7 separate regions of the Mus musculus genome follow, and regions 1, 2, 3, 4, 5 and 7 are each linked to region 6. The links are chromatin contacts, called in public Hi-C, HiChIP or PLAC-seq and promoter capture Hi-C maps. All regions are on one chromosome and are shown on one strand. Each heading gives the region's core, a stretch centred on a gene start, on an enhancer-like site or on the middle of the called end of the contact. The rest is flanking DNA. Distances are from core to core; before and after follow the strand shown. Region 1 holds the start of Lrrc3 (leucine rich repeat containing 3). Region 2 holds the start of Ube2g2 (ubiquitin-conjugating enzyme E2G 2). Region 3 holds the start of Cfap410 (cilia and flagella associated protein 410). Region 4 overlaps Pcnt (pericentrin (kendrin)). Region 5 holds the start of Prmt2 (protein arginine N-methyltransferase 2). Region 6 holds the start of Slc19a1 (solute carrier family 19 (folate transporter), member 1). Region 7 holds the start of Dip2a (disco interacting protein 2 homolog A).

Region 1 (2,870 bases), core at 328-2,827, 870 kb before region 6:
ATTACTTACCCAGATCAACTCCAAACCAAGACTCAAACGCAGATCGTTACATCCATAAGACCCTGTGGCTTTTTCCCTAAGACAAAGACAACTTACGTAAGATACCTCAAAATCATTTTCCACCAGAGAAAGAAGATCGCTGAGTTAGATTCTCTCAAAATTAAAAAAAAAAAAAAAAAAGAAGAAGAAGAAGAAAGAAAGAAACCAACTGTGGGGAAAACTGTCAAGAGAATAGAAAGACAGTTCACACAGACCAAGAAACAATATTTACAAATTATGCATCTGATAAGGAGGGTGTTTCCAGAGAACTCTCACAACTCAAAATTAAAGAAAACAAACGACTCATCGAAAAGCAGAGAAACGGAGCAGACAGGAAACAAAGAAGAACACACCATAAGCCTCTGGAGTGACACAGACCCGTATTACAGCTCAAGCCACCGTTCCACACCCAGAGTGTTAGAGCCACGGGCCCACCAGGAGCTGTTGGCTATGTGCCTGTGTTGTCAGTGGGGTGTAATAAGGAGCCTACCCTGCTCCAGACACTGCCATTCAGGGTATGCACCCAAGGCTGCTGCACAACGCTCCCATGGCCCTTCCGTTAGAGTCCCAGATTAAAACCCAGCCGGAGCCGAACAGGTTACAGTATAGAAACTGGCACAGTGGACCTAGGGAGCCACTCAGCGTGGTGAACCACGAAATAAGGAGGCGGAAAGATAAAATGATAGGAGGCCATTTATGGAAGTCGTGGGAAACGCAGACTCCACGGAGGAAGACAGGTGACAAAGGAAGACTGGGGTCCTCCTGAGGCCGGTGGTGATAGGTTCCCGGCTGAGGATCAGGTCCTGCGTCGACGCTCCCATTTGCCTTTCTATGGTGACCTTAGACCTGAGACTTGGGGTGAGGGGCGTCAGTCATGCGGTGGGGCTGCTCAGGGCGGGGCTTGGCCACGTGGCACGCCCACGGACCCTTCCCTTACCAATGCCCTAGAAAGCCGGTACCTAAACCCGCCCACGCCCCTACAGGCCCCGCCCACATCCCGCCCCAGTCAGTGCAGTTTACATATCAGGCCCCGCCCCTCACATAAACCTCGCCCATAACCCTGTGCACCCCTCCTTGGGCTCCCCCCTCGGTGTTCGCCCCGTAGGATTTTATGAACTCTGTTTAGCTCTTTCTTACGCAGGCCCCAGCCCCTACCCAGCCCCTCACCTATCTGACCCTTCCCCTTAAGGCCTTGGCCCTCCTCAAATAGGACCCTCCCCTCCCCAGCCCCTCTTCCCCGCCTCTCGCACGGGACAGCCCTTTAGAGACCCCGCCCCTCAGCACACAGACCACGCCCTTACCTGGCCCCTCCCACCCACAACATGCTAAGCCCCGTCCCCCAAAGCACAGAACACCAAGGTCCCTTACTAGGACCCCTTTTCACCGGCGCCGTCCTTATCGCAAGGCCCCTCTCCACCTATTCCTCCCCTCCCAAAACCCTCTCAAGGCCCCGCCCAACACACAAACCCCGCCCCTCTGGCCTCAGCCCCACCCTGCCCCTCCTCTTGCCGGCCCCTCCCCTATAGCAAAGGCCCCCGCCCCTCCCGCCATGGCTTGCCCGCCTCCCTTCTTTACTGGCCGCTCGGTGGGCACGGGGCGGGTCGCCGCGGCGCCGGGAGGACTCTGGTCAGGCTCCGGGAAGCTCGGAAGGCGCTGAGCAGCGGCGGCCGCTCAGGTAAAGCCCCCATCCGCCCGCGTGGCCTCCCACCCGCGGAGCTCCACTGTCCCTGCTTTGCCGCCCTGCTCTCTGCTGCCGCTCCCTGCCCAGCCGGGCCGCACGCAGGGGGCTGCTTTTTCTCTCCGGTGTCTCCAGCGCCTCAGGCATGAAGCTTCTGCTTCAGGGTGCGCGGCGAGCTTTATTGATGACCGCGATCTTTAAGGTGTCACAGGTAGCCGAGTGCTTGGGGACAAACTGGTGAACGCGGCCACTTGCCCCGCCCGACCTGGCTCGCACAGATCGAGAGGGAAGACCTCCGCCAGCACGCGCCTAGAGCTGGGGGATGGGGAAGAGATGGATCCTTGGGCCTCCGCCCAGACTTGTGTCCCCAGCTATGGGTGGGTGACCAGAGGCTAGGACAGGGTTCTGTAACTGCCTAGCTAGGGCCAGTCTCCAGCCATCGGTCAGCCCTAGATGTCTTACTTAGCTGGGAGGTGCCTTCTCTGGGTGGCCTTGGGAATCTTCTAGAGTAAGTTACAAAGCAGGTATGTTTGATAGCCCGGAGCCCTGCCTCAAACCTGATATGCCTACGATTCCTTTCCTCCCTGATCCCGTCCTCCCAAATTGAATTGAAATGTGCAGTGGCGGTCACCCTCAGCTCCCTTTCCTCTTTTTTTCTTGTAGAACTGAGATCACTAGGCTCTTCAGCAGGCGAAGACACAAGAGTTTGTGTTGGATGACTGCCTGCAACGTGAGGAAGGACAGTCGCTTGCACATCCCAGTGGAGAAGAGCTACCTGGGTCAGGTGGAGGCAACATGGGCCCCAGGGGCAGGCAGAGCCCCTCAGCCACACTGGCCCCCTCCCAGGGGTCTTGCTTCTTCATCCTCTTCTGCTTACGGTTAGGTGCCTCCTGCCCACAGGCCTGCCAGTGCCCTGACCATGCTGGGGCCGTGGCTGTCCATTGCAGCTCAAGAGGGCTGCAGGAGATCCCTAGGGACATCCCAGCCGACACGGTGCTTCTGAAACTAGACGCCAACAGAATCTCCCGAGTCCCCAATGGAGCCTTCCAACACCTGCCTCAGCTGAGGGAGCTGGACCTGTCCCATAATGCCATTGAGGCCATTGGGCCAGCAGCCTTCTCAGGTCTGGCTGGGGGCCTGCGGCTGCTGGACT
Region 2 (2,876 bases), core at 349-2,848, 590 kb before region 6:
TTGCAGAAGATCCAGGTTCTAGTTCAGCACCCACACAAAGACTCACAACCAGCTGTAACTCCAGTCCCTGGGGATCTGATGTCATCTTCTGACATCCACTGGCACAGGCACACATATGACACACTTACCTATGTGTAATCAAAATACTCATAAAAATACACATAAAAAACACATTAAAAAAAAGTTAGACAATGAACCACACTCAAGGTCATATCGCCTCTAAATCTACAGTACAATCAGGTATGCAAGAACACCTTCGCTCTAGCCCAACCTCGGATGTTCTAATTCAACCTGGATGTTCCTGTTGAATCTACCTAATACTAGAGTACATGGTCTTAAACAGAGGACAAACCTTTTATACCATAAAGGAAGAAAAACACTCAGTGGGACTTTTATTGAATTCACAAGGACACGGAAAAAACCTCCCTCCCTCCCTCGCTCCTCGTGCTTTGTACTGCTGGATGCATTTCCATCACTGCTGCCACAGGCTTAAACAATATCCATTGATGACCTCATGGTTTCCATGTGGGCTTGGGCCCAGCCGAGACAGCTGGTTGTTTCAGGGCTGCAACCCAAGTCCATTCAAGTCGCTGGCACAACTCAGTTCCGTATGGCTGTAACACTGGTCCCAGACTAGCTGTCAGCCTGGGGCCACCCTTAGCTCCCTGCCCTTTTTTTTCCTCTTCCAAGAAGCCACAGCAGGTGGAGTCCTTCTCCTCTGTGAACCCCCTGAGCCCCTCGCCAGCCTTCCTATTTTAGAGTTCCCTCTTTAACCAAATTCCTTCTCTCTCTCACACGGAGATGATTCACAACCTTAACTTCAAATTAAGTGACAATACGTTTTGTCTGACGTACGAGTAGAGGCTTTTTGTGGCGGATAAGTTTTTCTCTAATGTGAATACCCTTGGGTAGAAGTGGTCAAAACTTAAACCCCTGTCCCGGAGCTTAAATGCTGTTCCCTCTTTTTTAGATAAAGGGGATGTGTCTCAATCTAGACACAGAGCTGAAAAAGTAAAACAGAGAGAAAAACAGATCCGGATCCAAGGAAACTGTCCGGAGCCCGTGTCCGAGAAACTTTGGTTTTCCCCAGCAACTCGCACCTGCGGCGTGGCCGGGGGTTTGAGGCGTTATCTTGTTTATTTTTAACTTTCTCCCCCAACTCCCCTCGACGGCTCGACCACCTTACGGGGATTACCCGGTACTCGCCCCGCAGCATCAACTGTCGGGAGGGCAGATGCGCAGCACACAGGGGCTTAGGGACCAGACCCGGGTGGCAGGGCCACGGCGGCGCTGCCCCGGCCGGCTTCTGAGCCCAGGGCCAGCCCCGCTGCCGCTGGCTGGGGTGCGCAGGTGACGGCGACAGCCTGGCCTTTTATCCGCACGCGGAATCTCGCAGCCCGGCCCAGTACCCCCGCACCGCACCGCACCGAGCCGAGCCATGCCGGGCCACGCCGCGGGCGACTATGGGGAAGAGGACAGGAAGGCGGCGCCGCCTGACTCACGCTTATACTCGGCCATCAGCCTCTTCAACGCCGTCCCCGCCATACCGCGGAACCTGCGTTCAGCAGCCTCGCCACATCCGCGCCGGTCCCGCCCGCCCGCTCCGACGCCCACGACTGCTTCCGGGTCGCGGGCTCCGGGCGCAAATGCATCCGGGGCGCGCGCGGGTGACGTGGCGCACCCGGGTGCTTCAGACAGGCTCGCTGGGGTTCGCCTCGCGCTCCCCGGGTAATGGCCCGGGTCGACGGAGCTCGGCTTCCAGAATCTTCTCGGCCGGCCACACCCTCAGCATTGAAGGTTTCCTACGCCGCCGTGAGGCTTTGCGCAGCTCGCCCTGCGGCCCTTTAGTCTTGAAAAATAGTGCGAGAGCTAATGGCTCATCATGGATTGTTCCTGAATGAGACTCATGTCCTTGCGCTTGGGCTCGCCCCTCAGAAGTGGCTGTCCAGATCGTGAAACTTTCCCCTTGTAGGCATGAATGTCCTAGAACTCATTATTTAGCCCAGGCCGGCCTCGAATTCACAGAGATGCCACCTGCCTACCTCTGTCTCCCAAGTGCCACTACACCTGGTTTTTGAGGCCCAGGTGATTTGAGATGACACTTCTAGCAAGAGAAAGAGTACCTTGGTTTCACAAAGGAAGGATAAAGTTCCCGGGCCATATCCCATCCTCTCTGGCCAAAAAAACTCAGACTCTGCCAAGTAAGCTGTACTTCCTCATCATACGGAACTGCCAGATAGATGCTTGGTATTTTCTTAGGTGCACCACTGCCTTCGCTAAGTGGACATGAGGGATACAGCTCGGGACGTGGCTCTCCGAAAAAAGGGGCTTTCAGGACTAGGTGTAGGGACAAAGAGAAAGTTCCTGCTGGGACCCTGAGTATAAGAAGCTGAACTCAAAAGATTTGAGGCATTAGATTCATCACATTTGTCGTTTTAAAAAAGAATATTAAGGGGGCTGAAGAGATGGCTCAGCGGTTAAGAGCACTGACTGCTCTTCTGGAGGTCCTGAGTTCAAATCCCAACAACCACATGGTGGCTCACAACCATTTGTCACGAGATCTAATTCCCTCTTCTGGTGTCTGAAGACAGCTACAGTGTACTTACATACAATAAATAAATCTTTTAAAAAAATATATTAGAGCCAGGCAGTGGTGGTGCACACCTTTAATCCCAGCACTTGGGAGGCAGAGGCAGGCCGATTTCTGAGTTCGAGACCAGCCTGGTCAACTGAGTGAGTTCCAGGACAGCCAGGGCTACACAGAGAAACCCTATCTTGAGAAAGAAAAAAAATATTAGGATGCTACTCCAATTACATGTAAGGTTAAAAAAAAAAAAAATCCCACACGCATAACCCTCCCAAGCATGCCCCACCCA
Region 3 (2,853 bases), core at 21-2,520, 950 kb before region 6:
CTCTCAAGGCAGAGCTTTGACTCTGTTTTCCTCTGTGCAGGTCTAGCAAGTGACACGGCACTGAGCTGAAGATCACAGTTCTGTAACTTTAGCTATTCTTCTGGGGGAAGGGGCATCCGGAAGAAGATACAATCAAGGCAGAGCTTACATCTGTGAGCTGGCTGCCCCTGGAGAAGAAAAGAAATAGACTTTAATTTGTTGAATGAAAATATTTTAAAAATCCCCAAAGAAATGGCAATTGTCTATAAATCTAAAGATTCTACATTCGGAACAGTAAGGAAGGCTGGTTGCCCAAATAAGGGTGAGGTTGGTTTCTGCCAATACTCCCTGCTTGGTGCATGGGGGTACACAGTTTTCTCCTCTCAGGCTCCCATAGCAGAAAGCTCTTTCCAGTCACACACATAAACAAAGGGATCTTCATAAGAGGCCAAGCTCAAAGGCCGGTCATGCAACTTCTGAAGCAAACTTCACGGGCCTGCAATGTGTGTTGTTTCTGCTTGCACAGAGGAAGCCCTGATGTGCTCGCTGGCTCGACAAAGAAAGGCATTATTGAAAACCCAGGACAGGGAGGACTGTGGCCCCAACACCAGATGTGCCAGGGCAGGGAAAGGCTTTTAATTAACAAAGCTCACTCTTTCCAGTAGCCCACTGACCATTACTAGAAGCAGGGGTCTGCACTTGCTCTGCCACTGCTAAATGCTCTGGCCACAGCATCCCACCCCAGTCCCCAGAGACACCTGTAGCTCTTCCACACGCCAGATACAAACTCCTCCAGAAGCCCGGGGCTTTCAGTATTAGTGTGACTCAGCCATGCAACTTAGAGTGCATCCATATAATAGCATCTAAGGTCTAGGCTGTCACTCATACCAGGTCACCCTCTCCAGCACCGGATCATGACTTTACAACCTCAGTCTCTCCCTGTAGACATGCCACTAAGCACCTCTGTCTTCAGATACCAGACACAGACACAGAGGGTTAGCGAAAAGCCCTCAGCAACACTAGAGGGAAATTCTAGTTATCCTGCGAGGGCCGCACTCCTCTGAAGCACTGGCCTCAGAGTGAGCCTGCAACCTAGCTAGCCTGGGGTAGCAGGCGCTCAGCGCGGCCTCTGCTTCCTCCCGCTCCTGGCCGGCCTCACCAGCAGTTGAGCTTCCGCACGTTGTGCAGCTCCGAAGCCTTGGCTCGGGACAGGACCATCTTTCGTGTCAGCTTCATGGTGGCCACAGGGCCGCGGGCCCGGCCGCCCTCCGCTGTACACTCGGCTAGCGGGAGAGGCCTGCGCAGCGGCGCGTCTCCAGGGGCGGGGCCCGCGTTTCTAGGGGCGGAGCCTGAGGTCCCATTGGCAGTCAGGCGAGAGGGCGGAAGCGCGCCGGCGAAGCGGGACGGCCCGACTTCCGTGATACGCGATTCCGCCCCGCCCCTTTGGCGGCCCGCCGGTCCTGCGCATGCACGAGGCTCCGGGCTTTGCTGCCTGGGGACCGCTGGTCTCTGCATCCCGTGTTTGCGTGCGCGGGAAGGGCGGCCCTTAGGATTCCAGTGTGCAAGAGTCTGAGATGGGCTGGCTTGGGTGAGAAAGGCGCCGGTGTGTGAGGGACTCGGGACGCCTGGCTGGTCTCGGAGACATCGAGGACAGAAAAGGTCGAGTCGGGAAGGGTGACAGAGTCCTCGTAGTGGATGCCAGCAGAAACCCTCCTGGCATGCTTGCTCCGGATCCTAATCCCTGCCATGGCCCTGGTCACCACTGAGCCCTCACCCATTTCTGCTTGACCCCAAATCGGGGATTTGTGTTACATAACAGCTAATCCACAACCAGACGATGACTGACACTTGTAATTGATGCACTCAGAGGCTGAGGCAGGAGGATTGCCTGAGCCAGTTTCTGGCAAGACTGGCTCATACAGACATTATCTCAAAAGACAAAGCCGAGTAGTGGGGGCTTGGGGAGGGACTGAAGAAACAGTTAAGAGCGCTGGCTGCTTTTCCAGGGCACTCATATGGCCGGATCACAACCTTATGTAACTCTAGTTCCAGGGGACTCAATGCCCCTCTTTTGGCCTCCTTGCGCACCAGACAGGTCACTTGGGTTGCACACACATGCAAGCATAACACTCATATGTAGAAAAACAAAACGAACAAAACAAAAACCTTAAAAACAAACAAACAAACAAACAAATAGAAAATAGACGTTATGTTTTTGAAAGTCAGTACTGTGCCTGTGGTTGTCAGTGTGCATTTTAAGTAATCACAAATGAATTTTTGTTTTGTTTTCTTCTGGAGAAAACAGATCTCCAGAAGAAAACAAAACGAAAGATTGTAGGTTGAAATCTTCATATCTTTTTCTATCCTACAGATTACACCGGGACAGGCACTGGGTACTTCAGGCCCTTTAGGTAATAAACTGCCCTTGATGAAGTATTCTAGGGCTCTATTGTCTGTCTGACCACCCTGGTCTGCCTTTACCAAAAACAAGTGAAATGGTTCAGTAGGTAACAGTACTGGACGCACAAACCTAAAAACCATAGTTTGCACCCTGGAACCCACAGTGGAAAGAGAGCGGACGCTGAAGATTTAGCCTCTGGCGGGCCATTCATTACCATCAGGAACAATAAGGCCTGAGCTGAGAGATACAGCTTAGCCACCAGTGTGGTGGGAAGAATTTTATAGGCTCAGTTCAGCCACGTTTAAAGAGGTCTGCTGGCCGCTCCAATGGAGGCCAGAAGGACATGGATGATGGCAAAGGAGCTAAGACTTTGAGGAGTGTTTGACAGGAGGTGGGCATTGCCCACTCTGCCCGTTTGTCCTGGAGAGACCTGTGGTGGAGTTGTAGTATCAAATTGTATTACATTGTGTTAC
Region 4 (2,778 bases), core at 140-2,639, 590 kb after region 6:
GGCACACCAGCGCTTGCCTTTTTGAATAGGGTACGAGGAGGAGATTGTGTGTGAATACAGTCAAAAAGCCTTGTATCTGAGGGACAGAAAGGAGCTACGCTGTGCCTCTGACTGGCAGGCAACATTCTGGGATGCTCCCTAGTGCTTTGCTGCGCTGTGTCAGAAGTAGAGCATCAAGATTCTGCAAAGGAAGATGCTAGATTGACCTGGCTTAATTAAGTTTTTGCTATTTCTGTACCTCGTCTCAGAGTCTATGGCTAAGAAGTTTTGGCTGGGCGATGGATTGCTTCCATTAGGGACGAATGGGGGCAAGAAGGGGATGATCTAGCTTCATGTCATAGTTTTAAGACTTGAATATAGACTTAATTAAGCTCTCAGTGTGTTAAATCGATGCATTTTAAATCTGTTGTAAACTATCCAAGGCTTAGAACAGCCAATCTTTCACCCAGCCATATTGCTTTCTTTTTGCCTGCTTGTAGGCATCATTAATAGCCATTTGTAGACTCCGTGTCATTTTTGAGCTTCATGCCAAGGGCATCGATGTCAGTGAAGGCAGTGTTTTCTGGGAAAGCGGTCGCTCGCCCCCGTGCGGCTGAGTGGTTGGCGCTAGCGCGGACCTCATGCTCCCCACAAGTGTGGTGACCTTGTGGTTTTGTTACTTCTTCCTGGTTTACCTCTGCTTCTACTACTGCTCTCAATTTTTCCGCAGCTTGCTAACTTCCGACAGAGAAAAACAAAAGGTGACTGTCCGAATTCGAAGAAAAAGACGGCGAAGAGGAAGGGTTCGGCTGTCCATGCGTCTGTCCAGGAGGAGGGTTCGGTAGCCACTCCCAACAGCGAGCTCCCCCAAGGAGGGGCGGTCTTTGAAAGCCCATCATGCAGCAACACCCTGGAGGGGACCAGAGGGGCATCTGCAGCTCAGGTAGACTTCCGTATCATTACATTAACGTGTTGTCTAGCTTTTTGTTGCCGTAGTAATGTACTAAAAGGGACCTTCTGATTTCGCCTTTCAAAAAACGGGGAGAGAGGGATTTTCGTTTTAAAAGGTGAGTAGATGGGTTTCCCGTGAATAGATGGCTCCTCCTTACAGCTGACTTTGTTTCTTACTGTGTGTGTCCTGGCGCTCCTGTGGACTTTGATGACTTTGTGGAGAAAGTCCTCTCCTTCCACCATTGTGTAACTTCTGGGAATTGAACCTAAGATGCTTGCTTGGTTTGTGTGGCAGCTGCTTTATCCACAAGCCTGGGGTTTTTTCTTTAATATGATGTTTGAAGAGTTTCCGGGCAGTTGTGTAAAAGAGGAATGTCAGTTTGGTGCTTTGGTAAGGGGACTGAGAGTGCTGTGGGTGTGGTGCATTCTGTTTGACATTCCTTCGTCTGCTTTTGAATGCACCGGTGTGATTGGGGAAGGGAGAAGGTGTGGCAAAAACTGTGTGTGTTGGAAAGAGCTGGTCTCTGGCTGCTTAGTTCTATGAATAGTGGGAGCACCCCACCCCCTGTGCCCCACCAGTGACTCCCTCACCTTCCTGACCCTGCAGACTACTCTTTTTTTTTTAAATGACTTTCTTGCTTATCTTATATATGAGTACACTGTCACTCTCTTCAGACACAGTAGAAAAGAGCATCGGATCCCTGTGAGCCTGGGTTGCTGGGAATTGAACTCGGGACCTCTAGAAGAGCAGTCAGTGCTCTTAACCACTGAGCCATTTCTCCAGCCCTGTAGACTACTCCTAATTGGACTTTCCCGGAACTCTTGTGCGGATTGTAAATAAGGCCTTGAAATCTTGAGGGCCCTTGATATGTGCAGCTGTGGTCAGGAAACTGAAATTTATCTTAACCAGAAAAGAATTTCAAGGGCAAAATTTCACTGAAAGTAATGGTATGTCTTGACTACCCTATCTGAGAAGAAAATATGATCGTTGTCAGTGTACCAGATGGGAGATCTACCTGCAAATTCGGGATTTTGTTTCTCTTGAAAGATGCCGGACGTTACTTTGGTGCCTGCCTCCTTGTGTTCTGGCAAGCTGGAGCTCTCTAGGGGTGCATGCTTGTGCCCGGCTTACCTTCTCTGCTCTGTGTTCTGTGGGCCTGGCTTGGCTGTTAGCTGCCATTCACTGTAATTTCCCCTTAGCATCTCTCAGTGGTCGAGAAACGAGAGGCCATGCCAACCGGCCCCTGCTTAGCTGGCTGGCTGTGCTGCTGTTTTGTGTGTCTCCTCAGGCTCTCTGAGGAGAAGCTCATAATGTATAGTTGTAGTGAGAATTTTGGTTTCATTATAAACACAGAAATGTTGTAAGAATGTTTTGATTTTAATCCCAAGTGTGGGATACGGGGCTGCTTCAGATTGTCTGCAGTAGCTGACTGTGATTTGCCTCGTGCTCTGGCAGGGCTGTGACTTGGCCAACTGCAGATAGTTTTTTTTTTTTTTTTTTTTTTTCTGGTTTTTTGAGACAGGGTTTCTCTATAGCCCTGGCTGTCCTGGAAGACCAGGCTGGCCTCGAACTCAGAAATTCGCCTGCCTCTGCCTCCCGAGTGCTGGGATTAAAGGCATGTGCCACCACGCCGGGCTTCTAGTCACCATTTTGTAACTTGATTTATTATGCTTTTCATTTTAGGATCTCGGGCCCCATCCCCATCCCATCTGGTTCCTTTCTAGTTGGCTTTCTTTAATAAAAACCTCTTTGTGGTTATTCTTTTTCCTTGGGAATATCTAAAATCTTTTTCTTTGCCAGGCGGCAGCACACACCTTTAATCCTTGTATTTCTAAGGCATAGGAAGG
Region 5 (2,788 bases), core at 108-2,607, 800 kb after region 6:
TTAACTGCTAAGCCACCTCCAGCCCTTACAAAGCCACATTCTTTATTCAGCCACCACAGGTACCCTTTCCTATGTTAGGTTAGCAAGGGTGGATCCTAGTGCCTGGAGCCTGAGCTTCGTGGCACCAGCAGGCTTTCAAGAATAGGTCTCAGGCCTGCCACACTGGGGGCTCTGAGGACAGTTTTTTCTGCCTTGGAAGATTGTGGGAAACTCTTTTCAACCTGTGGCATCCTGGCTCAGAGCTTCAGCCCTCTTCATCTGGTGGAAATGGAAAACTGGGCAGATTTAAAAAAAGGACCAGGTCCTCACACAGACAGACCCATCCCTTGGCTGCAGTTCATTGTGCGACTCCACTGAACCGATGGACTGAAGGCACAACAGGTGTGGTTTGCACAAGCCTTGCAAGCCCTGAGATGCCTCACAGCAGGTTTGGAATGATTGATTATGTTATGAGCTGTGGTGTTTCTACTGCACGAACCGAAGCATGATGGTTTAATTATAGAAAACAAAGAATTTTAATATTTCCCTATCATTCCTCAGCATGTATTAGAGTGTCTAGATTATATTGGACAAACGCATCCACCTAATTAGTATGCAAATCTGCTTTTGTCTCTAGTCAGTGGTAAAATTGTGTGTATGCCGAGTTTTACAATAAATTCTTTTCTGATTCACTTATCAGTAAATGTTTGATTCGTATGCCTATTTTAGATACCTAGAGTCGCTGAAAAACTTTCTGAGTAGGATGGGATTGCTAGTGGAGAAAGCTTAAGAAACCTTGCTTAGGGTCACCTGATGTCAGTGTCATTGCTCCTCCGCCCCCAACCCCTTCAGCACAGGATCTTCAGGACTTGGGGTCTCTGGTGTGTTTCGTGTCTCAGTAGCTATGTTGGTTCCACGATCAAAACTTAGTCCAAGATACTGTAGGGGGGTCCCATTCTGCAGAAGCTGATTCAGATCAAAACTAGGTTATTAAGCATTCGGAGAAGGGCATCAAACACACCGGCAGTCCCAGGTACACTCAGGACAGCGCTAGTACGCACTCCTGCTTCAGCCTGCCAATTGTTGCCTCGGTTCGAATCCGCTGGGGGCGCGGTCTACACCACCTGTGGCCTCCAACCCGGAGTCCAGTCTTCCCACAGATCTCCCGGTAAGTCGATCCTTACACTTTCTCACCTGCGTCTTGCAGCCTTAAGGCCCAATGCGACCGGCCGGAAGCAGGGACAGAAAATGCGCTTGCGCTGAGTGACAAGCTCTTAGAGAAAACCCCTGTCTCAAGACTATCTACAGCTACCAGCACCGAGTTTATACACACTGCGCTTGCGCAGGACACCCAGGCCTGGGCGGGGCGTGCTCTTCGGCCAGCTGGAGTGCTCCGCGCTTGCGCAGGTCCAGGGCGGCGGCTCAGGCTTCGGGTGGGCATCGTCTGTTCCTTTCTGGTATAGCCTAGAATTCAGCGGAGAAACGCGGCTGAGGTAGGTTTCTTAATGGACAGCTTAGACATCTGGATCGCAAGTGAGGCAGGGCAAGCTAGGCAAAAGGTCTTCCCTGTGCATGTCTCCAGCGCACTGAGGCCTCCGCCCCCTCTGGAGGCTTTAGAGTGCCCTCTCGAAGGTTCTATTCCAGCTACCCCCTCCCCTTTTCTCAGCACCGTCCGCCCTCTTCGCTCTCCTTTCGCTGCACCTCTCAATTCCCCCTGCGCACCTCCGCTGGCTCTTAGAGCCACGCCCTTCCAGGACCACGCCCACCTGCCTTCTGTATCCCGAGCCACATCCCCCATGCCTCTATATTCTTGGCCTCTATGGCCTCATCTGCTTGGCCTGGAGAACCCTCCAATTCATTGTCTTTCTTCCTCCGGGCACCCTCCCAGGCTTTTCACTGAAAATATAATTGTAAATAATTTGTGATTCTAATTATTACGAAGTAAGTATGAAGTCCAGATCTGGACGCACAACAGGCGTTTAAACAAAGAATCGATGTAATCTCAGAGCCAGTTAGGGTTACATTGCCCCTGGGGGTAAAAAAATAGAATTAAAGAACAGGAGGGTGTCGGGCATGGGGATTTCAGTTCTGCCTGTGGGTTAGGTCAAGTACTGGGCAAGGTGTTTTAATTTGAGTTTAAGCTATTAAGTGTTCCTAAAAAAAATGATACTGATTTATTCTAAGTAAAAAGAGGCTTCATAAATATCTCTTAAAAAAGGAGACTTCAGAGGAATAAATCTAGCATATTAAAGGAAGCACACAGCATTTGGATTTTTTAATTTAAAAAGCCCTCTAATGAATTGTGATGATAAAACGCCAATCCTGTTCCATTCTTAACACATACAGTAAACTGTAGCCGTGAAATGAGATTACTGACCAGGCAGTGTAACACTTTGTGCTTCTCTCTCTTCTTTCAAGTAGGCATGGGAGAGAAACTGAAGTAAAGCCCCAGTTATGAGACATGATCATATTGAACTATGGAGGCACCAGGAGAAGGTCCCTGCAGCGAGTCACAGGTCATCCCGGTTCTGGTACGTAAGAGCCACGTGTAATGATCATACAGAGGAACAGTACCAGCTTACAGGGGTGATGTCACTCTCCTTGTCTCTCAAGGTCCTGGCTCACAGGAGGATGCTTGAATTTAGAGAACGTTGAGGCAGGGGGATGGGTCTGGTCATTAGGTCCCATGCTGTGTATTGTCATGAACACTTCAGGGGACACTTCAGCATGCTTCAGATTCTTGTACTTGTTCTTAGATGGCCGTAGCATAGGACCAGGAAAATGCTTGGTACTCGAGAAGATCTGTCTT
Region 6 (2,866 bases), core at 56-2,555:
TCCAAGGCCCACTTTCTTTTTATCTTGAAACAGGAAGGTTCCTTTTAATTAAGGAAGGGGGGAAAACAAACGCCAATGCCCTTCTCCCATTGTGGTGGCTGAGTGTTGACTGTATCTTTGCCACTGGCTCAAATGCCCAGAATCAATCTCTTTCCTCAGCCCCAGTGCCTTGTTGGAAGGCACACATCCGGCTCCCTAGCCCGGAGAATGTGTCAGGCTCTGCAAAGTCAGAGGCTCTGTGCCCTGCTGAGTCCATCTGAGCAGCTCCCGGAGTCCTTGAGTCTCACTGGGAGGAGGCTACTTCTTAACAGTCAGGCAAGCAAGTCTAAGGATTTAGTCTATCCTCTCCACTGAGAGAAGGCCCACAAACATCTTCTAGCCCCCTGAGGTTCCGACCAACATCGTGAAGACAGGGAAGTTAGGATGGGAACACTCACCGGGTGAGGAGTCACGTCAATATGGTTTATTCCTAGGCTATTAGCCAAGTCTAGTATCCCTGTCACAGAGATGCTGGAAGTACAGAAAAGACTGGCTACTACAGGCAGCCTGTACAAGCTGCAGATTCCACCTGTTCCAAAGGGAAGTTGTTAACAGTTGTCAGGGTGCCTACAACCTCTGAGCTAAACAATGAGCCTTGGAGGCGCGCCACGTCCAGGGCGTGGGCAGTGGGGTTTCCTTGCAGGCAACACGTGCTCTAAAGTCGCTGGGGCAGGCGCACGTGGTGATTCCTGACCTGAGGAAGATACTTTGAAAGCAAAAGAACTCCGTTCCAGAGGAATGACAAGGAGAGAAATGGCGCTCAAAGGTCCCACTAGGCAGCCTGGGGATTTATCCTCCCGACGGTTCTGCAACCATGAGCCCAGGATGCGGGCCAGCACTCAGACTCTTGCCCCGAGGCTCGTAACGCTGAGGTCCTCACCTATACTCTGTATTCACAGAAGGACCCTGACACCCCACAGATACTAGCCCGTGTCCCACACCTATCCTACTGCCCCTATGCATCCCAAAGACTTCTGCTTGTCTTCCACCCAGCAGACCCCGCATGCGCCTTCCGCACGCTACAAACCCTGCCTGGAGCTTTGTAGTCGCGCCAAGGACTCCGCGGTCCTCTGTAGTGGAGAATTCAGCCCGCTTTCGTCTTCAGGACACCGGAAGGAACAGAACCGTACCTTGCACTACCCCGTGGCTCCCCAGGCACGCATAGAATGGATTCCTAGCTCTGCGTCCCACAGGCCTGTGGCTGATTCAACGCGCACACGCAGACTACAACACCCAAAAACCCGCGCGTAGGCTCAAGGGCCGCATGGAGAGGCGTGGTTACCTGACTGACCACGCCCCGAAGGAGTGGCCAGCGTGGTAGACAGGAGGCGCAGCCGCAGAACTTCCAGGAGGCGGGGCAAACACCTGGCTACACCCGCAGCTACTTCCACAGGGGGTTCATGCACGCGCCCTCTACACTTGGAGATTTACTACCGGGTGGGTCTTGTGGTTCCCTGAGGAGCGGACGACCGGTGGCGCGTCTGCTAGCCTGTGCCCTAAGAACCTACATCTCTAGACTCCAGGCCCCCTTCAGTACGCTCGCCCAGTGTTCGGGCTCCTGTGCTTCCTCCTCAAGCCGACCCTCTCTGTCCGCCTCTCCAATAAGTCCCTTCTTCCCCGCCCCCTTCCATCCCGTCTCCTCTTCACCCAACCCCTGGGCCCCGCAGCCCGCCTGAGCCCCTTTACGAGCCCCCTACCCGTCCAGCGCTTGACCGGGTCTCAGCTCACAGCAGATTGCTTGATCTGATCGAGCACAGAGGTGACCGCCCGGCCTAAGACCAAGCAAGGCCCCTCCCCGGGTCCGCCCCTGACCCCTGCTGGCCTGCAGAAGTCTGCGCTGGCTCTGTCCGGCTCCTCTTGAGACGAGCGCCCCGCGACCACCTGCTAAAGCATTCCAGGCACCAAGGCATTGACCGCTAGATATAGACTGCACCAGCTGTGCACGCCCTTCGTTTGGGTATCAGCGTCTTTAGGTTCCAAGGGCACCGACGGATTGCGCTGAGCTATGCATGGAGACCCCCTACACACACACACACACACACACACACACACACACACACACACAAAACCTTACTCACCTTGTATCAACCTACTTGACTGTTAACAGGGACAGAAGTCTGGCCTAAGCGTTTTAGGCCCCACCCCACCCTCCTTCACCACCAATCCCCCAATCTTTCAAACTCTCACCCCAGCAGGGATGTTCAGCTGATGCTCAGCAGGTGGAGGCTGCTAGCAGCCTGAGGTGGGTTGGGAGAGGGCGGGGCTCCCTGAAACCAGCCTCTTTCCTCCTGATGGGTTTTGGCGGAGTACTTGCGAGGGCAGCAAAGTAGAACGAATGGAGAGGGGCATGGGTCCAAAGAGGAATGGCCGACCAGCAACTCTGGTTTAATAGATTCCCAAGGTGGTGGGGTGCCGGGAGGTTAGACTATAGGTATGGTCATCTATACGAATGGGGTCCCAGGTGTGAGAACCCAGTCTCCACACCAGCACGGCTCCTCCCCAGCCCATGGGGGCCACACCCCTCTGGACTTGGGCCTTCTTGGTACATGCAAAGGTGCTGGCCACCTAGTTGCTATACAAGGGAATCAGGAAGCTAGAGTGCTTCTCTGGCCAGAGATGTGGAAAGCAATGGCGGGCCTCATGGCACGTTTGGAAAACGCACTGGCTCCTCTCTACAAGTTGGCAGCAGGCATGCATGCGCTCTTGGGGCTGGCTGCTACCCCCACCTCCTGCCTGGGAAATCTGCAGGACCCTTGCCATTAACCACGCCAGACTTGGTCCAGCAATGCAAGTCCTTGTGAGTTGAAAGGGACAGGAACAAATGTCA
Region 7 (2,905 bases), core at 345-2,844, 690 kb after region 6:
GTTTTTTTGTAGTATGAAGTATGGTGGCTAAGGGCAGTCTTACAGTTGAAGGACATCTGGCGCCCTCTCTGGAATTCTTTGGTACTGCATGCATGTGGTGCACAGGTACACACTTGCCTGCAAAACACCCACACATAAAATAAACCTTAACAAATGTTAAATGCTCTAAAGTGTTGTTAAATGCTGCTTAAAACGTTTTGTGTTGAATTTTTAAGTCTTTATTGTAAACACTTTTTTGTTCCGACGTCAATAAATAAAAATTCAGCTCTTTGAAGGACAAGGACATCATTCCCTTCCTGATTCCTGGCAGCCTAGAGTGAGGGACTGTCAGCTAAGCAGCTCCTTCCCCAGCAACCTGCTGGAATGCCTTCAAGTCTGGCTGTTTTCCGTACTTTACAGTCAATGTGAAAATACTCCAGCAGCAAGCTAATCTACTACAATTGAATCCAGGAGACCTGGTCCAGGAAACCTTGCTCTGGCCACACCCACTCCAGACAGTGCACCCGCCTCGAAAGGCGAAGCCCAGATGCTTTTTTTTTTCTCGACCAGTAAACTTTCGGCAGCTATTATTCATTCAAGAGGACAGGGAACACTTCCTTAGAAGAAACCATTGATCAGAGAAACGTGAGAAGTGTTGACCAGCTTTCATGCAAAGCTTGTGACTGCTTCCTATATAAACCTGTGACCTGCGGAAATAAATAGTCCCTCGTTTGCATACCACACCTCCTGCCTGTATAACCAGATTAGTCAGCTCAAATCAGATGTTTTAAAATCAGTTGGGGACACCTTCCTATGCTGTTCCTTGTGGATGTAATATTAGGCTCACTGAAAGCCTCCAAAATGGTCTTTTTTGTTGCCTACCTGGGATTTTTAATATATGTAGACAGTGGCAAGAGGGTGGCTAATGAGTAGTAGAAATAAAATTGTGTGTGTGTGCGTGTGTGTGTGTGTATATATATGTATGTAAGTATGTATGTATGTATGTATATACATGTTTATACGTATATGTGTATATATACCGCCACTCTGAGAATAGCTCCTTCAAAAATCCCACTAAGGTTTCCAACATGTCAGATCTATGCTTCCATGCCCCAAGGACATCTCAAGGACTGAGACACTGCCAGAGCTCCTTCTTGGTCAATGTCAGAGTGCTTCCAGGGTTATTGTGAAAGGGAATAAGCAAACACACTTTAAGGGCGGCAGAAAACCCGCCAGAGTTAGCTGATACCATAGCAGGAACGCGGACAGAATTAAGCGTGCCAGCAGGGCTCCTGAGGAAGAAGAAGGTGGGGATCCCGGAGGAGGGTCACCTGGGCGACATTGAAGTCCGTTCGGTGGGGTCGCACGTCTCCCGAGGCGCCTCTGTCCAGCTCTCCCGCCCGCCGCTCCTCTCGCACCCCGAAGCGGAGTAAAGCTCCGGGCTGCTCCGGCGTGTCTTATTGGCCAATGGAACCGAGCCTTTAAAGTTGCTGGGCGGGGCCGGCCCGGCGTACCCGCGCAAGCGTTGCCCCGCCCCTCAGCCGCGCACGCGCGTCCCCAGCGCGCTCCCGGAGCCGGAGCCAGCCGCGCTCGCGCCCGTGCCCGCGCCCCTGCGAAGCAGCCCCGGCCGCGCCCCGCCCGCTGCCGGCTGCGGGCGGCCGCTGCGGGTCTGCAGGCCCCGGTTGGGGGAACGCCTGAGCCACCGGCCATGGCCGACCGCGGATGCCCTCTGGAGGCGGCGCCGCTGCCCGCCGAGGTGCTCGAGAGCCTGGCGGAGCTGGAGCTGGAGCTGTCCGAAGGTGAGCCGCGGGTTCCCCCCACCCCCCACCCCGCCAGGGACCCTCGCCCGAGACCCCGCCCAGGGACCTCCGGGAGCGTCACCCCCGGAACCTGCGGGTACCCTCATACGGGATCCCCGCCGGCCTCTCCTCGGCATCCCTGTCTGGGCCGCTCGCCGGAGAGCCCGCCAGCTTCTGCAGACTGGCGGGTGCCCGGCCTCCGAAGGACACCGGGAGGGACTGGCTTGGGAGGTGGGCCTAGGCGCACTCTTGCTGCCCGACCGTCAAGGCCACGGTCCAGGTCCGGGCTTCCAGCGTGTGCCCTGCAGCCTGTCGGCCAGCAGGAAGCCCGGGATGCAGAAGCCGAGCCCCACCCCTGGAACCTCAGACTGCCTCGTGAGCCTCAGTTTCCTCATCTAGAAAACGAAGCAAAAGTACACTTGCGCCTTGTGGATTATGAGGCTGAAGTGCATTAACCTATAAACATGTAAAACGTGTTTAACACTTAAAAGGTTTATTCCTTTACGGAATTTTGATACAATTACACTGGGGGAGGAGGTGGGGGACAGGCAAGGGTCACGGTGCCTGCGTGGGGAGGTCAGAGGTCAGCTTGCACGGAGCTGGGAGCTGGTGCTCTCCTTCCACCTTGTGAGTTCTGGGAATGAACTCAGGTTGTCAGATTAGAGGGCAAGTGCTCGCCGGGCCAACCCGACAGCCCTCTCTAGGTGAGGATTTTTAAAAAGTTAAAAAGTCAAATAAGTGGTTGTTAGAAACAGACTAGGGAAATAATAGAACTCCAGAGATGGGAGTGGCGCCCTCAATTTGGACGCCTGGGAAAAGAGTTCTGTTCTCCATAAACTGACCTCCAACCCTGGTGGAAAAGCATCTGTGCTTGTTAACTCTGCTTTTGAGACTTAAATGCAATTAGAACTTGTTAGAATCCATCACCCCCCCACCCCACCCCATTTAGATTGTTAAGCTTTGCTGTGGTAGGTTTAGTGAGTTTTTGAGAATTCTCTTTTTCTTTTTAAATATATGCATTTCCCCTGCATGTTTGTCTGTATATCTTATGCGTGCCTGGTGTTCCCTGGAGGCCAGAATTGGGTCCTAGATTCATGTTGGTGCTGTGACTTGAACCCAGGTCTTCT

Evidence for each region. Promoter capture Hi-C pulls out the DNA fragments that hold promoters and counts their contacts. A called contact is a pair of places that touch in the nucleus more often than the background predicts. HiChIP or PLAC-seq counts read pairs in DNA pulled down with a chosen protein or histone mark.
Region 1: a contact with region 6 is called in a promoter capture Hi-C map of liver, with 3 times the contacts expected there. The contact joins the promoter of Lrrc3 here to the promoter of Slc19a1 in region 6. A contact is called at or near these places in 3 of 39 promoter capture datasets (liver and pre-B cells), 1 of 484 Hi-C or Micro-C datasets (embryonic stem cells) and 1 of 115 datasets of contacts at active chromatin or transcription factors (microglia).
Region 2: a promoter capture Hi-C map of pre-B cells shows a contact between it and region 6, with 2.1 times the contacts expected there. The contact joins the promoter of Ube2g2 here to the promoter of Slc19a1 in region 6. A contact is called at or near these places in 1 of 39 promoter capture datasets (pre-B cells) and 1 of 484 Hi-C or Micro-C datasets (the G1E-ER4 cell line).
Region 3: a Hi-C map of CD4 T cells shows a contact between it and region 6, with 10 times the contacts expected there. The contact joins the promoter of Cfap410 here to the promoter of Slc19a1 in region 6. A contact is called at or near these places in 1 of 39 promoter capture datasets (pre-B cells) and 1 of 484 Hi-C or Micro-C datasets (CD4 T cells).
Region 4: an H3K27ac HiChIP or PLAC-seq map of embryonic stem cells shows a contact between it and region 6, with 7 times the contacts expected there. The contact joins the enhancer-like site here to the promoter of Slc19a1 in region 6. A contact is called at or near these places in 8 of 39 promoter capture datasets (cranial neural crest, embryonic stem cells, frontonasal cranial neural crest and 4 more), 1 of 484 Hi-C or Micro-C datasets (CD4 T cells), 3 of 115 datasets of contacts at active chromatin or transcription factors (embryonic stem cells and memory CD8 T cells) and 1 of 9 other capture datasets (embryonic stem cells).
Region 5: a contact with region 6 is called in a promoter capture Hi-C map of hematopoietic stem and progenitor cells, with 3 times the contacts expected there. The contact joins the promoter of Prmt2 here to the promoter of Slc19a1 in region 6. A contact is called at or near these places in 8 of 39 promoter capture datasets (the 3T3-L1 cell line, hematopoietic stem and progenitor cells, hippocampal neurons and 4 more), 2 of 484 Hi-C or Micro-C datasets (CD4 T cells and CD8 T cells), 1 of 115 datasets of contacts at active chromatin or transcription factors (astrocytes) and 1 of 9 other capture datasets (embryonic stem cells).
Region 7: a contact with region 6 is called in a promoter capture Hi-C map of liver, with 4 times the contacts expected there. The contact joins the promoter of Dip2a here to the promoter of Slc19a1 in region 6. A contact is called at or near these places in 8 of 39 promoter capture datasets (HPC-7-derived erythroid cells, cranial neural crest, hematopoietic stem and progenitor cells and 4 more), 1 of 484 Hi-C or Micro-C datasets (reprogramming fibroblasts) and 1 of 115 datasets of contacts at active chromatin or transcription factors (memory CD8 T cells).

Annotation. Positions count from the first base shown.
Region 1 is chr10:77,901,243-77,904,112 of GRCm38.p6, reverse strand. Lrrc3 (leucine rich repeat containing 3) reads left to right here and starts at 1,577. Exons shown (of 2, transcript NM_145152.4): 1 at 1,577-1,714; 2 at 2,381-2,870. The coding sequence starts at 2,513.
Region 2 is chr10:77,621,043-77,623,918 of GRCm38.p6, reverse strand. Ube2g2 (ubiquitin-conjugating enzyme E2G 2) reads right to left here and starts at 1,598. Exons shown (of 6, transcript NM_019803.3): 1 at 1,503-1,598. The coding sequence starts at 1,545.
Region 3 is chr10:77,977,067-77,979,919 of GRCm38.p6, reverse strand. It overlaps Cfap410 (cilia and flagella associated protein 410), which reads right to left and starts at 1,270. Exons shown (of 7, transcript NM_026431.2): 1 at 1,139-1,270; 2 at 149-167. The coding sequence starts at 1,215.
Region 4 is chr10:76,438,287-76,441,064 of GRCm38.p6, reverse strand. Pcnt (pericentrin (kendrin)) reads left to right here. Exons shown (of 42, transcript NM_008787.3): 2 at 710-922. Among named protein-coding and RNA genes, the nearest start is that of Pcnt, 3.2 kb to the left of the region's middle. Within about 2 kb of position 1,389, at least 9 of the 459 cell types and tissues checked have an H3K27ac peak or open chromatin away from gene starts, as enhancers often do. A contact at or near this core is called in embryonic stem cells, where this site is marked.
Region 5 is chr10:76,236,434-76,239,221 of GRCm38.p6, reverse strand. It overlaps Prmt2 (protein arginine N-methyltransferase 2), which reads left to right and starts at 1,357. Exons shown (of 11, transcript NM_133182.3): 1 at 1,357-1,472; 2 at 2,401-2,510. The coding sequence starts at 2,457.
Region 6 is chr10:77,031,651-77,034,516 of GRCm38.p6, reverse strand. It overlaps Slc19a1 (solute carrier family 19 (folate transporter), member 1), which reads right to left and starts at 1,305. Exons shown (of 6, transcript NM_031196.3): 1 at 1,170-1,305.
Region 7 is chr10:76,343,980-76,346,884 of GRCm38.p6, reverse strand. Dip2a (disco interacting protein 2 homolog A) reads left to right here and starts at 1,594. Exons shown (of 38, transcript NM_001081419.2): 1 at 1,594-1,778. The coding sequence starts at 1,688. It overlaps Gm40699 (a long non-coding RNA gene), which reads right to left and starts at 1,590. Exons shown (of 2, transcript XR_871838.2): 1 at 1,311-1,590; 2 at 1-117.